Regions from separate parts of the Mus musculus genome. Here region 2 is linked to region 1. The links are chromatin contacts, called in public Micro-C maps. All regions are on one chromosome and are shown on one strand. Each heading gives the region's core, a stretch centred on a gene start, on an enhancer-like site or on the middle of the called end of the contact. The rest is flanking DNA. Distances are from core to core; before and after follow the strand shown.

The links. A called contact is a pair of places that touch in the nucleus more often than the background predicts.
Region 2: a Micro-C map of the G1E-ER4 cell line shows a contact between it and region 1, with 2.4 times the contacts expected there. The contact joins two enhancer-like sites. A contact is called at or near these places in 5 of 39 promoter capture datasets (the 3T3-L1 cell line, embryonic stem cells, hippocampal neurons and 2 more), 21 of 484 Hi-C or Micro-C datasets (the AML12 cell line, the G1E-ER4 cell line, the HL-1 cell line and 11 more), 6 of 115 datasets of contacts at active chromatin or transcription factors (the HPC-7 cell line, bone marrow-derived macrophages, embryonic stem cells and 2 more) and 2 of 9 other capture datasets (adipose tissue and liver).

The regions. Positions count from the first base shown.
Region 1 is chr12:70,073,065-70,080,221 of GRCm38.p6, reverse strand. Nin (ninein) reads left to right here. Exons shown (of 29, transcript NM_001081453.1): 3 at 1,941-2,110. Among named protein-coding and RNA genes, the nearest start is that of Nin, 26 kb to the left of the region's middle. Within about 2 kb of position 3,516, at least 43 of the 459 cell types and tissues checked have an H3K27ac peak or open chromatin away from gene starts, as enhancers often do. A contact at or near this core is called in the G1E-ER4 cell line and cortical neurons, where this site is marked.
Region 2 is chr12:70,231,871-70,239,027 of GRCm38.p6, reverse strand. It overlaps F730035M05Rik (RIKEN cDNA F730035M05 gene), which reads right to left. Exons shown (of 5, transcript NR_045174.1): 2 at 6,844-6,979; 3 at 6,097-6,233; 4 at 5,707-5,857; 5 at 4,863-5,196. Among named protein-coding and RNA genes, the nearest start is that of Gm38467, 3.9 kb to the right of the region's middle. Within about 2 kb of position 3,672, at least 100 of the 459 cell types and tissues checked have an H3K27ac peak or open chromatin away from gene starts, as enhancers often do. A contact at or near this core is called in the G1E-ER4 cell line and cortical neurons, where this site is marked.

The sequences.
Region 1 (7,157 bases), core at 2,267-4,766:
TTCTCATACTTGGAAAGTCCTGGGTTTTATGTTTTCCTTTGAGTCCTTTCTAAGCCCTCCCGGTTACTAATGATGTATCCTGTTGTCTGGCACTAAAATTTAAGAACATCTAATAAATTAAGGATGCTTCTGCATTGCTTCTTGTCTGACCAGCATCTGTGGGTGTCAGCTGCCAGCAAGTAGCTCGAGTGTCTGTCCCGCTCCTGGGTACCCACAGACTGACACACTCACTTCTGAAGAAAGGTACCTTCTAGCATGCATGCCATTCTCAATATAAACTTTGTGTGCTTAAACACTTCCTGTAAGAGGATTGCTCGATCTAGTGACTTGGCTGGGACTTAAAAAAAAGCTGCATATTAATCGCTGGAAATTGCATAGCTATCATAAATACTTCACTCCTAGCTTCCCTGAGCATTTCAGAATGCTGCGGCTATATCTGTGAGCATCACAGAATCTAAGTTTGTGCCCAAGGAGGTCGCATGGGGGAAGGTGGCCAGGTAAACAGGGTCATCTACCCTCCCAGGGGTGCTGAACTCAGAGTCTACCAACCCAACCATCCTTCCATGGAGGATAAAGGAGTCTTGTTCCTTCAGACTTGCCCTGATGATATATGTATACACCTCAATTAAAACACTTGTGTCTGAGTTCTGAAATGTGCTTAGACCATGTGTTCAATCAGGACCCAGGGAGCATGTCCTCCAGAGAGCCAGTGTGTCTGTACAGACAGACAATAAGAAAACAAATCATTGCCCCTCTTACCTTTTTTAATAGAATATTTGATTGCCCTGATACTATGCAAAGTGCTTACAAAGCTTAAGGATGACCCTGGAGTGGAGTATTTATCGATATTGCTCCAAAGCATTCAGAGTAGAGAGAGTGTGAGCTGGTGGAGGTGGCATGGACGAGGTGATGCTGTGACTGTGGTAGAGGTGGTAGTTGTAGACACGGCGCTTGGTGGGTGGGTTGGCGGCAGTGCGGGTGAAACTGGTAAGTGCTGATCCATTCCAGAACACCAGAGTTCTTCAGAGTTGGAGGCGACTCTACCCTGGGCACCGTCCCCTTTTGTTTACACACCACTGATGTTGAAAACAGAAGCGCTGTATATCATGTTTCTTATTGTGGCTTTCCATTCGCGATTTTATCCCACAGCTTCATATATACCTCACCATTTTTATAAATATGATCTGTAGGCCAGCTTCCTCAGACTCGAGGAGCTGTCCTTAATTGACTAGAACTCTCGGTGTCAGTTTCATATTTGTGTTGCTCTGCTTATCTGGTAGATCAGAAAGTGGAGCAGCTAACCAGGGGACCCTGAGGTAAGGGAGGGTGTTTCCCTCTGAGTTCTGAAATGTGCTTAGACTGTTGTGTTCCCTCAGACTCTTCAGAGCTGCACAGGTCCCAGGACTTCCTGCAAGGTGTCTCTTGGCTAGATTTTTTTTCCCCTGTCTACTTCTTTTGCCCTCCAACACTTAAAAGCCACCAACTTACTAAAACAGATAACCCGGATCAACCACTGTACACCCTTTTTGATAGGGAGTTCCCTTTAGCCCCAGCTGCTCTGACCTCACCGTAACCAAAGATGACCCGGAGTCTTTGAGTCTTTCTGCTTCTACTTCCTGAGTTCAGAATCATAGGCACGAACACCACATCTAGTTCAAACTCCATCCCCAGCCCTCCTGATCTTATTACTTAGCTTTTTAAGTCAACTTCCTTTCTGCCATCATAGTTTCTATAACTTACAGATGCGTAGAAGCAGATACTTAGGACCATCAGAAGTAGAAACTGCTCCACATCTGACCCAAGGACTCATATGCGCCCACGGCCACCACAGCTGGCCCATGGGGCTGGTTTATTTGGAGGATCCTACAAGAGGCTGTACCCCACACAGCTTGGGGCTACTTCTCACATTATGTGGCCTTCACTCTTCTCTCTTTGTCTAGACTGTTCCCCAGAAGCTCAGCCCAAATATGTTAGAGGTGGGAAGCGTTATGGACGAAGATCACTGCCCGAGTTTCAAGAGTCTGGGGAAGAGATCGAGGAGGTGACAGTGCTTGAGCCACTAGAGGAAGAAGCGAGGTCATCACCCATCCCAGCTGGGGACTGCGGCGAGGTAAGGCGCTCACAGTCACAAGACGATCACAGTCACAGGCTCAGTCATTGATCGGCGTGGGCATGAGCCCTGGGTAGCATGAGACACAAGTTAGGCATTCACAGTGCAACAGGCTCCACTCAGATATGGCCCTTGCTGGTTTTCTTCTCCTGCCTCTTGGACATAGATGCTAACCTTCCAATTTTGTCTCAGTGTTCAGGAAGTTGATTATGTCTGTGCCTTGTTTATATGTGTCTACCCAGATTTCAGTTATTTTTATATTGTCTTCTATTCTGAAAGCTCTCCTTGGAATTGTATCTTTCACTGCTATGGCACTTTTAATTTAATTTTAATTTTTAAAAATGATTTTAAAAAGCTAACCAAGGACTCAGCAGGTAAGAACACTTGCCTGCATACGCTTGAAGATCTGGGTTCAAATCCCGAGAACCCGTGTAAAAAGCTGGGTGTGGTTGACACGTGCCACCCGGCTTGGGAGTGGGGATAGAAGCAAGGAGATCCATGGCCGGGCTGGTAGAGGGGTAGAGAGGAAGTTGGAGGATTGGAGACAACATTGCTAGGGCTTGCTGCTGGTTGCTAGTTCCTATCTTAAGGGAATAAGACAGAGAATGCCAAGACAGAGCACACAGCATCCTCCTCTGGTCTCAACACAGGCATGGGTACAGGGATCCATGGACACACATGTGCACACACACTGCCCACACAGACACACATCTCACACACATGTGGATAGATTTTTTAAAAAGTTTAAATCTTTCATTGTCTCCAACCTCAGACCACAAAGAACTTCCATGACAGAAGAGTGGAAGTCTTGTGTTTCCAATTTTTTCAGTTTTAAGATTTATTTTTATATGTTTGAATGTTTTGCCTGCCTTTATATATGTGCACCATATACATACATGCCTATTGCCTGGGGAGGTCAGAAGATGGCATCAAATCCTCCAGAACTGGATTTACCGCCGTGGAGGTGCCTGAGACTTGAACTTGGGCTCTCTGCAAAGCAGCCCCACTTAACCACAGAGCCAACTCCCCAGCTTCATGTTTTGATGTCTTAAAATCCCCTGCACTTTGTTTTGGGACTCAACACATGGTTCAAACACATAGTTCTTGCTTCAAAGTGTGGGCTAGGGGTGCTTCCCCAGGGCGTAGCAGTTCCCAGCACTCTTCCCTGGGCCTGCCATACCCAGGGGCAGCTCATACACTGGCCCCCCACCTGCCTTGATACCCTTCTTTTCACGCTGCACACCACTGTAATCTGTCAGTGAAGAAGAAGCAGTAACATTTTCTTTAGGCTTTCTTTCTGGCTCATTTGCCAAGATCCCATTTATAGAACATGATCAAGAATGCCTTGCTGAGCAAACTCTAAATAATTTCTTGCAAATCTCAGCTCAGATTGGAGCTGTAAATATTCCAGACATGAATATGAGCTGGAAAAGAGACAACGCACCTCCGCTTTCTGGACGAGTCTGCAGACTGCAGGCTGACTGTGTGTGTGTGTGTGTGTGTGTGTGTGTGTGTGTGTGTGTGTGCGTGCGCGCGCGCGTGCACATGTGTTTGTGCATGCGTTTGTGTGAGTATGTGTATTCATGGTTGCCTAGCATCCCTGTTACTAAAATCTATAGGAGACTTGCTCCCAAGGATGTCCTTAGCAATCAAACATCTGTCCTCAACAGCCTGCAGACCTAAAGAAAACAAGGACAACCCAGGTGTGGGGAAGATTCCCCACAGGAAATAGAACTGCCAGTAAATACTGAGAAGTAAAGGGGGAAACACATTCATTCTCTCTCTCTCCCTCTCCATCTCTTTTTCTCTCCCTCTCTCCCCCTCAATACCTTTACCTCTCAAAAAAGAAAAGAAAAATCAAATGGTAATCTGTTCCCTAGAAACCATGGTTCAGTGGCAGAAATATAAGGAAAAGAAAAGTAACTAGAAGAGAGACAGAGAGCTTACAAAATGGAGTAAGAATAATAGGGGTGGCATGTGGCCACTAAATATGGAGAAGGCGAGTGTGGCCCGGGGCCTCCTGGTGTCCCAGGCAGGTTAGCCTAGGGCAGGGATGCTGGCTACCCCATGCTCAGGTCAGTGGTTCCTTCCTTTCTTGGTCCCTTTGCAACATTCATACTGGGACCTTTGCCTCGGAAAACACACAACTTACATGCAAAGCCACATTACACAGACAGTTTTAGGAGGGCAAGGATCTACATATGTTATGTCATTGAATATTCATAGCACCGTGTTTTTCCTTGTTGTTGGAGAGGGTGTCCTGTTATGATGTAAAATCTGTTTCGTCGTGAATCTGGGCGATATGAAATTTAATTGGGATATACATCTTAAAAAGGAGTCAGAACGCTTTAGGAGGTAAGCCTAATTATTCAAAGACCCTTTTTAAGTCTAGTTTCTTATCTCTTGAACTGGTCTCAAGATATTATTACGTGGTGCCAAGAAACGCAATAATTGTTTATTTTTGACACAATAGTATCTACTTACACTCCAGGGATAGATACCCAGAGAGCCTCTGAGCAGAGTCAGCCCGTCCTGGCGATGTATTTCTTGTCCCCTGTTAGCTCAGTTACCGACTTGCTGGGTAGCTTCTTTACTCTACTGGGGTTACTATGTTTAAAAATGAGCCTTTGGCTTTGTGTATAAGCAAACATGAGGTGAAGCCTGAGGCAGGAGAAACCTTGCTGATGGTAAAGGATGTTACAGAGAGATCACCTCACTCTCAGTGTGCTGCAGCTTCCTGCAGATGCACCAGAAACCTCAGACAGGACCTTTGAACACCACAGTCAGAATCTGCCCTGTCCACCACCCTCTAAAAGAGCTGTAGGCAGAGGCCTGGCTGGGCAGGGTCCTGTCTCTGGTGTCTGCTCCCAGAGACTCTCCCCACTATCATAGTCTGCTGCATCCCACACCAAAGCACCCACAGGGCTACCAGATGACACGCCTTTGCCTTGCCTCTTGAGATTGTGTCACAGCTACTTCCTGCCCCCAAAATAAGCTGAGTCGGTCCTGCCATTTTTGGTTTTTAGTACTGTAGCTGAACCCAAAGCTAAAAGTGATCTTCCACTCAGTCCCCAATCCTGTCACTTTTCAAAGCAGCTCTCTCTTCAGGTTTTGGATGTTCCTGGGCAGCTGCGACCCTGCCCAAGGTCTCGCTCTCACCAGCAGCCTTCCCCTGGGCGGGCGGACGGTCCTGTGGTGTGGTTTTATGAGCATATCAGTCTTATGTCTACATAGTAGCTCTAGCCTCAGCTACCTGTCCAAGAGGCTTGTCCTGGAGTCATCACCCTTTCTATAGACTGATTCATGCCTCTGAGGGGTGAGGAGGCGAGGGTACCCTCCTATTCTTCTCCCTGCCTGACTAGGGAGTCTGAATCTCAAATCTGTACTCTGGTGCATTCATTCCTGTCTCCTCTCTTTCTTTTCTTTTCTTTTCTTTTCTTTTCTTTTCTTTTCTTTTCTTTTCTTTTCTTTTCTTTTCTTTTCTTTTCTTTCTCTCTCTCTCTCTCTCTCTCTCTCTTTCTTTCTTTCTTTCTTTTTAAGATTTATTTATGTATTTCATGTATGTGAGTACATTGTAACATCAGATCCCATTACAGATGGTTGTGAGGCACCATGTGGTTGCTGGGAATTGAACTCAGGTCCTCTGGAAGAGCAGTCAGTGCTCTTAACTGCTGAGCCATCTCTCCAGCCCCTCTGTCTCCTTTCTTCTCACCTGAGAATCTGATCTTCCATGTCTTTGGAGGTGTTGAGAATCTTCTCTGGGGTCATACTCCATCATGGAGTGATATCAAAGGAGAAGTCATGGAGGAGGGAGCATGGAGCCTTCTTAGGTTTGCAAGATAGGGACACTTTGCCAGCGTTGTAGGTCCGCTCTTTCTCCTGTTTTCAACAGGTCTGACTTTCCCTTCCCCAAAGTGGTTTCAGAGTTTCTCGATGGAGACAATAAAAAAATCAAAACCTGTTATCAGGAGTTGAACGAGGGTGGTCTGGCTGTGTTCCCTAATGGGAAACTAATTTTAGCTCCAGGTTGCGTCAAATCCTGGTTTTACTGAGGTCCCGTGGAGGCATGGGTTACAGGCAGTATGGAACCGTGTCGCGCTCACCTATCAAAGCTGCCCCCGTTAGGATCTCAGCCTCTCAGGACAAAATGAGCAAACTGTAACTGGAAAGATAACGTAAGAACCATCTCTCCCCTCTGGGGTTATCCAATCGAAGGGGAGGTTGCTGCAGCCTCTCACTTCTGCCGGAAGGCTGATATTTCCAGACTCTGGGGTGGTATAGTTCACAATGTCTTTTTTTTTTTTTTTTTTTTTTATACAAAGTCCTTCTCCCACCCAAACTATTGATAACTCTCAAAGATAATTCTCTGCAGTTTACCTGTAACTCCACCTTTTTGCTGACACTCATGGCAATGTTCACAAATGTAGACAAGGGTGTGCCAGGCTATTGTAGAAATTGCTTTGAAGCATCTAAGTTTATACTTAATATAAGCCCCGTGTGACGTCTCAGGTTTCATCAGCCACCAGCAACTTGGAATAGTCGCTGCTTGCATGTCATGAGCTGTGGGTGAGGACCAACATGGCCATGGATCATAGCTGCTCTGCTTCCCATTGTACAGAGTGTATGAAAACTAGAGAGATGGCTTGGCAGTTAAAAGAACTGGCTGCTCTTCCAGGTTCAATTCCTAGCACCCTCATAGCAACACACTACTGTCTGTGATCCAACACCCTTGCATAGACATACCTGTGGACAAAACACCAAAACACATGAAATAAAAGAAATAAACTTTGCCACAACTTTAGTCATACTTTGATTCTGCTTGCCTGTGTTCAAGTGCCAAAAAAACTGTAAACATTTTCATTATCTCTAGCCCTTCCCACTCCCTAGAACTTTTATCAGGCACCTTTTATTTGGTTCTTTCCTGCTGAAAGCAAAAATGTCTAACCTAGCTATTAAGAGTGTCTTCCCTACCGAGCGTGGTTTACAAGGCAATGGAGCCGCACTGTAGTTTGTCGAGACCTCTGTGAATTCTGTAGTGCTGTGTAAG
Region 2 (7,157 bases), core at 2,423-4,922, 160 kb before region 1:
GAAGAGAAGAGAAGAGAAGAGAAGAGACAGAAAGAGACAGCGACAGACAGAGAATAATGCCACAGTACCAATTTAATTGTTCTGGGGCTCATATGGTCTAAGAGCCTGTGGTTGTGCAGTTCCTCTGGTGGTCTTAATAGCACAGAGCGCCAGAAGGCCCCTCGGTGAGGAGTGAGTGGCGTACACTTGGCAGCAGTCTTCACCACCTGTGATTTACAAAAATAATGGAACGGGACTATGTCGTTACATCAGTCTGTCACTCTTCTTGTGTAATTTGTATTGATGGCTGATGACTAAGCTCACTTCCTAACTACCACTTAACAGGGCCTCTAAAGCAGCCCATTACGAAGCTGGGAAGACGGCTTGAGGATAAAGTGTTTGCTGAACAGGCATGAAGAAGAGAAGGGTTTGGATCCCCAGCACCAAATCAAAAGCTAGCTCTGTGGCGTGCAGCAGTAATCCAAGTGGAGGGACAGGAGGCAGAGATGAGCAGGTTCAGTGAGAGACTGTCTCAAAAATAAGCTGGAGAGCAATAGAGGAAGACACCCCTTCATACATGCAGCACACGTCAGCACATGTGTGCTCAAGCGCACACACACACAGAGACACATACACAAACACACACACACATCACACACACACACATCACACACACACATCACACACATCACACACACGCACACATCACACACACACATCACACACACACACACACACACACACACACACACACACACACACACATCACAGTGCAGCATAAAAAAAAAAGAACACAGTGCCTAGAACAAGTGGTCATACGCTGGAAAATGTATTAAACTAACCTACCAGTTTTCATTGTTTAACTTAGATGTGCAGCTTGATTTTGAAATTGTTATCATTTAACTTAGGGTGACTGCTGAGGATTTAACACTGGTAAATTAAAAGAAAGAAATTGCTATTATGCAGCTATTGTAAATGACACCCACTTATTCTTTCTGTTCTCCAGGTTAAACTCCCTTTTTCCTTTATTATTTAATTCCTTTCCTTCAGAAGACTGCATATCTGAATCAAACTGGCTTAGTGGGTTTTCTGTTTCTATAACAAAATGCCTGGGTACTCATGAATTTAAGAAGAGCTAGTTTGCTCCGGTTAGGGTGCTTAATGTCCCAAGTTAACCAGATCCATCTCTTTGGCCCCTGTGAAGGTTCTCTTGACTCATTCAAGAAGAACGCTGTCTATGGAAGTTAAGAAGGGTGCAGAGGGCAGCCTTGACTTTTTAAACAAAAGTGACACTTCCAGGAGCTAACCTGGGTCCTGAAGAACTGATCCGTTCCAAAAGCAGCGTTCCTAATACCTTAGCCACCATCCGCTGGCCCCACTTTTTAAAAGTTCCCCTACTTTCCCACTACCACATAGAGAACCCAGCTTCCCAGAACATGAATCTTTAAAGGACACATTCAAGCTACGTCCAAATTATAACACTAAACTATATTTTCTACACAAAGGATAAAAAATTCAAATATATCAGATGTAGCAACTACAGTCCCCAAAGAAAAAAATGCATAAGTGCAATTAAAAAATATGCACGAAAGTATTCACGTCAGCTTTGCTAATAACCCACACTAGATAGAACTTGTCTTAGTTTCTCTTCAGTTGTGATAAAAAGCAACCTAGGAGGCAAGGGTTCCATTGTGCTTACAAGTCTTAGGTCACAGTCCATGGCAGGGACAGTCCAGTGATAGGAGGCTAAGATTGGCGGTCACATTATATCCACGCTTAAGAGAGTAGAGCAATGAATTAATGCCATCAGTCTCAGGAGTGTCACAACTGTGCCCCAAGTTTTGTCTGACTACCAGTTCTCAATAAGCCAATTAAAATAGCCTAGTTAAAAGTAGAAAGTGGAATAAAAGAGATTCATCCAACATGACCACATTGGGAAGAGGAACAAAGAGATCCAGTGGACCACTCAAGTCTGGGGTCAGGGTCTGCAAATGAGACCAAAGTTTAAATAAAGAGAGCCAAGGATATGCCCATCCAAACAACCTTATCAAAGTGTAGCCCACCCACCGCTGACACGTCACTGTCTGGGTTCCAGTCTCAGGTGAGCTGACAAGATACTTGAAACCTTTTTCTGGGAGACCAGCTACCCTCTGGCTTCTTCCTGATTCTTCTCCCACCATGAGGTTTCTGGAGGAAACTTCCATTTCTTTGGGGTCCCTTATTTCGTAGGCTAACAGTCAGACTGAGAAACTGTCCCTCTAGAATACCTGCATTTCTTCCAGGCCGGTTACTCTAATGCTTGTTAGAGCTCAGCAAGCCCTCTCCTCTGTATACAGCCCAGGAACAGTAGTGCCCATAATAAAGATGGGTCTTCTCACATCAGTTACCTTAGTCAAGGTAATCTCTTGCCAACATTTTCAAAGGCCAACCCTAATCTTGAACAGTGGTTCTCAAGTTCCTAATGCTGCAATCCTTTAATATGGTTCCTTATATTGTGGTGATCCCCCCCAATCATAAACCTATTTTATTGCTACTTCATAACTGTAATGTTACTACTGTTATGAATTGTAATGTAAATATCTGATACGTGCCCCCCCCAAGGGGTCTTGACCCACAGGCTGAGAACCACTGCTCTAGACAGTCCCTCACAGGCGTGCCTGGAAGCCTGCTTCCTTGGCATCAAGTTAACAGTTAAAACTAACCATCAGACAACTCAGGTGTCTAACAACAGTAAAACTGTACAACACTTATGCATTAGACAACTATACAATAAAACAAGAGCATATGTTGGGAGGCAGAGGCAGGCGGATTTCTGAGTTCGAGGCCTGGTCTACAGAGTAAGTTCCAGGACAGCCAGGGCTACACAGAGAAACCCTGTCTCGAAAAACCAAAAAAGAAAAAACAAACAAACAAAAAAACAAAAAAACAAAAACAAAACAAGAGCATATGAATTTAACAGAGAAACAAAAGTTGTGCACACAATACTGAATGCATTAAGTCAGAAGGACAGAGACATACTATGAGAGTCCATTTACACAAAACAAAAAGACAAAACCAAAAAATGGACATAAAGTCATTTATGCTACGTTCCGTGCCTTGTGCCTGTGACACTCAGGAGGCAGAAGCACGGGGATTGCGATGAGTTACAGGCCATCCTGGAGTAGAAGACCCTGTTTCTGAAAAAAAAATCGTTTGTAGTACTGGAGACTGGGGTAGCAATGGTCTGTAGAAGAGACAGTGACTAGAAGAAGATGCAGAGGGGACATTAGTTAACAGTTAACCTATACTCACTGTGACACAGACCTAACATTTTACACCATCTGTCTGAAGACATACTCTGTGATATAAATTACCTCCCAAAAGAGAATTTACGAATAATTATACATCATTTATTTTGACCCATCTATTAAATGAAATACCAAGAACCTAGATGATAACATATGTGGTATTTGACACATGATATACTATGTATTAGATATATATAATGTATATTAAGTCCTCATGAGTGCAAAGCTGAGAATACCCGATTAATATCCAGCACAAATATCACCAATTCTTGCTCCCACTTCTGACAAACTTCCAAGCTTGGCTAACAACGTGCTGCATTTCCAGGAATCTCCAGAAGGTGTCCCCATAAGCCCCACTCTGCTGTAGTGCCTAGCCCCTGGCCCCACAGTTTTGCCTGGCTCTTCCCTGAAACTGTACGGGAGATGTTATAAGCGGCCGATTCCCGTGTTCTCGACAGAACGTAGAACAGCGCTGGTGGGGTCCGAGTATTTATTATAACGCTCCGTGGGAAAGGTTTCTCCGTGTTTACTGGCTGCCCGCCACAGCCCCAGGGCACACACTGGCTTCTAGGCAGCTGACCAGGGAACAGAATCAAGAAAACTGCCTCAGTCTGAAATTAGTGCTCCCCTGACAACTAAGACCTTCTTGTGGTCAGGCTAATCATTAGACTCCAGCCCTGAGGGTGAGTTCTCACCAGAGAAACTTTTGAACCCTCCACAGCCACCCACAGCTCTTAATCCCAGCAATGAGTGGGTCCTGATGTCTTTCCCCAGAACTCCCCAGATCTCATAGACATCTGGCCAGTCTGACCAGCTCCCAAATGTGTTCAGACAGGTTAGACATCAAACTCTGAGCATTTCCTAAATCTAGCATAACATATTGAATTCCGATTTTTATTTATTTAATTTTCCCCCAATGCCCGGCATTAGAATAAATTATTTCTTTAGATTTCAATATATTTAGATCTAAGATTTTGAGAGAAGAAACATGCCATCTACTGTATGCTCTGAGTAGAGTAAATAAAAAACAGGAAAGTTTTGGTTCTCTTCTTCTGATTATGGGTCATTTTTGTGGGTGTGAATATCCAGAACAAAGAAAAAAAAAAAAAAAAGCTGCGATTAAAGTTACAGCCACATCCATGCTGAAACCCTGTGTGCATGATGTGGCGTGTTCAAAGGACGAAGTCCTCCACCTGCTGGTCTCAGGCCGCTGCTGCAGCGCATACACACAAAGGTTCCTTAACCTTCTCCTCAAAAATTGAAACAATGTCCGGTGAAACTTCAGAGGGGAAGGCAGCCTCTTGTTTTTATCTTAAACTGGAAATACACTGTGACTGACAACTGGAAAGTGTCATTTAAGATTGAGGAAATAAAGGACAAGCCGTGCAAGTGGTTGAAGATGGAGCAGACACATTCAGAAGTAAAATATCCTGCGTGTGTACAGGGAAGGATCCTTCAGATTCTCAGCTTTGATCCCTGAAAATATAGAGGAATCTACTTTCTGTTTGGATTCCTGTAACTTTTAAGCTGGCAAAGATTACCCTTCCATAGCTAAGCGCTTTACTGTTAAGGTTTTAAAGAGAAGCAAGTCAGAGAGATTAAAATACTTGGCTTTTATGAATCTGGGCTTTTCAAGTCTTTAGATTTGCTTCCTCCATGGAGCAATACTGGGTCTTAGGGAGTCTCTCTGCTTCTTGATTCTAATTGTTGTTGTTTTGGTTTCTTCCTTGTGTCGAGGGGTGGATCTCCAGGCTCGCACATGCTTGGCACATGCTCGATCACTGAGCTCCATCACCAGGCTTGCACATGCTAGGCACATGCTCGATCACTGAGCTCCATCACTAGCCAGGAGTCTCCTGTGTGCAATTGATTGAGTGCAAAGATCAAGTCAAGGTGTGGGTTCCAGGGGCAGTTTGCTTTCACAAAGGTCCTGAGACAAGGAGACAGGAAGGTCAGCCCAGAACATGTTGCATCACAGTGGCCTGTGGAAACCCTGAGCTTACCACACTTGCCACTCCCTTCCCTAGTCAGGATGTGTCCGTGTCTCTTAGCACAGTTTTTCCAGAATTTATCTCCTCATTTGTTCCCTTACACAGTTAAGTGAGGTTGGGGGTGGGGGTTGTTAGTTTCATTTGTTTGTTTGTCTTGTTTCTTTCTGAAGCCCAAATCTTATTGCATTCCTAGTGACAACAGAGGAGTAAAGTCGTACTATGTGTGTAATACAGCTGTGCATGACATGCATATATATATTCACACATGTGTGTATATGTGTGAGTGTGTGTGTATATGTGTGTGCATGCATGCCCTGAGGTTCCTGCCTGGGGTTCTATACCTGCTCGGACTTTTCCCAGGTGTCTTAGTTAGGGTTTTACTGCTGTGAACAGACACCATGACCAAGGCAAGTCTTATAAAAAACAACATTTAATTGGGGCTGGCTTACAGGTTCAGAGGTTCAGTCCATTATCTTCAAGGTGGGAGAATGGCAGTATCCAGGCAGGCATGGCGCAGGCAGAGCTGAGAGTTCTATGTCTTCATTCAAAGGCTGCTAGTGGAAGATTGACTTCCAGGCAACTAGGGTGAGGATCTTATGCCTACAACCACAATGACACACCCATTCCAACCAGGTCACACCTATTCCAACAAGGCCACACCTCCAGATGGTGCCACTACCTGGTCCAAGGATATACAAACCATCACACCAGGATTCGGTATTCAGTCCCTGGATTCTCTGACATGCCCAGACTACCTGATGGCTCTGCTCTAAGCAGGCTGCAGGCTCCAGGCTCCTCACTCCCAAACTCCCTCCACACACAGCCCAGTGCCATCTTACCCCGTCCTCTCCAGATGCTGGGCTCCACAGATTAACTTGCAATTCCAACCTGGGAAGCTCATGACTTCCTTACAGAAAATAAACACACACACACACACACACACACACACACACACACACTCCTGCAAGCATAGCTCCTCGAGGGACACAGAAAAGGCAATGAGAAGAAAATGAACACTGGTTAGTATTACAAAAGGCAGGTTTTCATCTTAGTAATGCCTTTAGCTCTTGGCCACCCATCTCTCTTCCAAACTTAGCTGTCTTGTCAATGCAGTATCAGAAGAGTAAACGGCCAGAGCATTTCCTGATTTTGCGTCATCTGACATTGGGACCCCAATTCTCTGGGGTCACCAAATTGTGTCCTGACATTTTAAAACCATCCATGATCTGAGGGACAGGTTGTACATCTCTCCAGCCTTTCAGAAACTTCCACTGGACCACATCTAACAAGCCCAGCTACTGTACTAAGAAGCAAATTAAATATGACAGGAAATGAAAGCACCAGGAAGTGGGTTTGCTCCAAGATAAGCAGATACACTCAAGTTTAACAACGACTGGTCATGGTCACAGCCAATTACAGAGAAGATAATTCAGACAGGCACCTGTGCTGTGCGCCTGCGGGATATTTGGCAGGCTAATAAACCTAGGCTCTCAGTTGTCATCCTAAATGTTTAAAACAGCAGGGTGTAGATATGAGCCTTGGCTGTCACATTCATACACTGAATGCATGGATTAAAGTGTACTTACTTCTGCTCTCTGAGCATAAAGAGCCGCTCTAATATGACATTGTCCTTCTCCACAGGCCATGTGACCCATATGTGAGGCCACTTTGGGCCAGTTCCCTTGGCTTCAGAACTGATTAAAAGCAGGTCAAAAGGCCAATCTAGAGCACAGAGCAGCCCGAGATTAGAGAGGACAGGGTTAGCTGAGGCTCAGTCAGAACTCAGGCTTACTCAAATCCCAAAGAGCTTGGGGGTGTGAAATCTCTCCAATCGACTTGGGAAGTGGTCTTGAGCAAACCTGAGAACCGCTGAGCCTCAGTTCCCCCTTTGGTAAAGTAG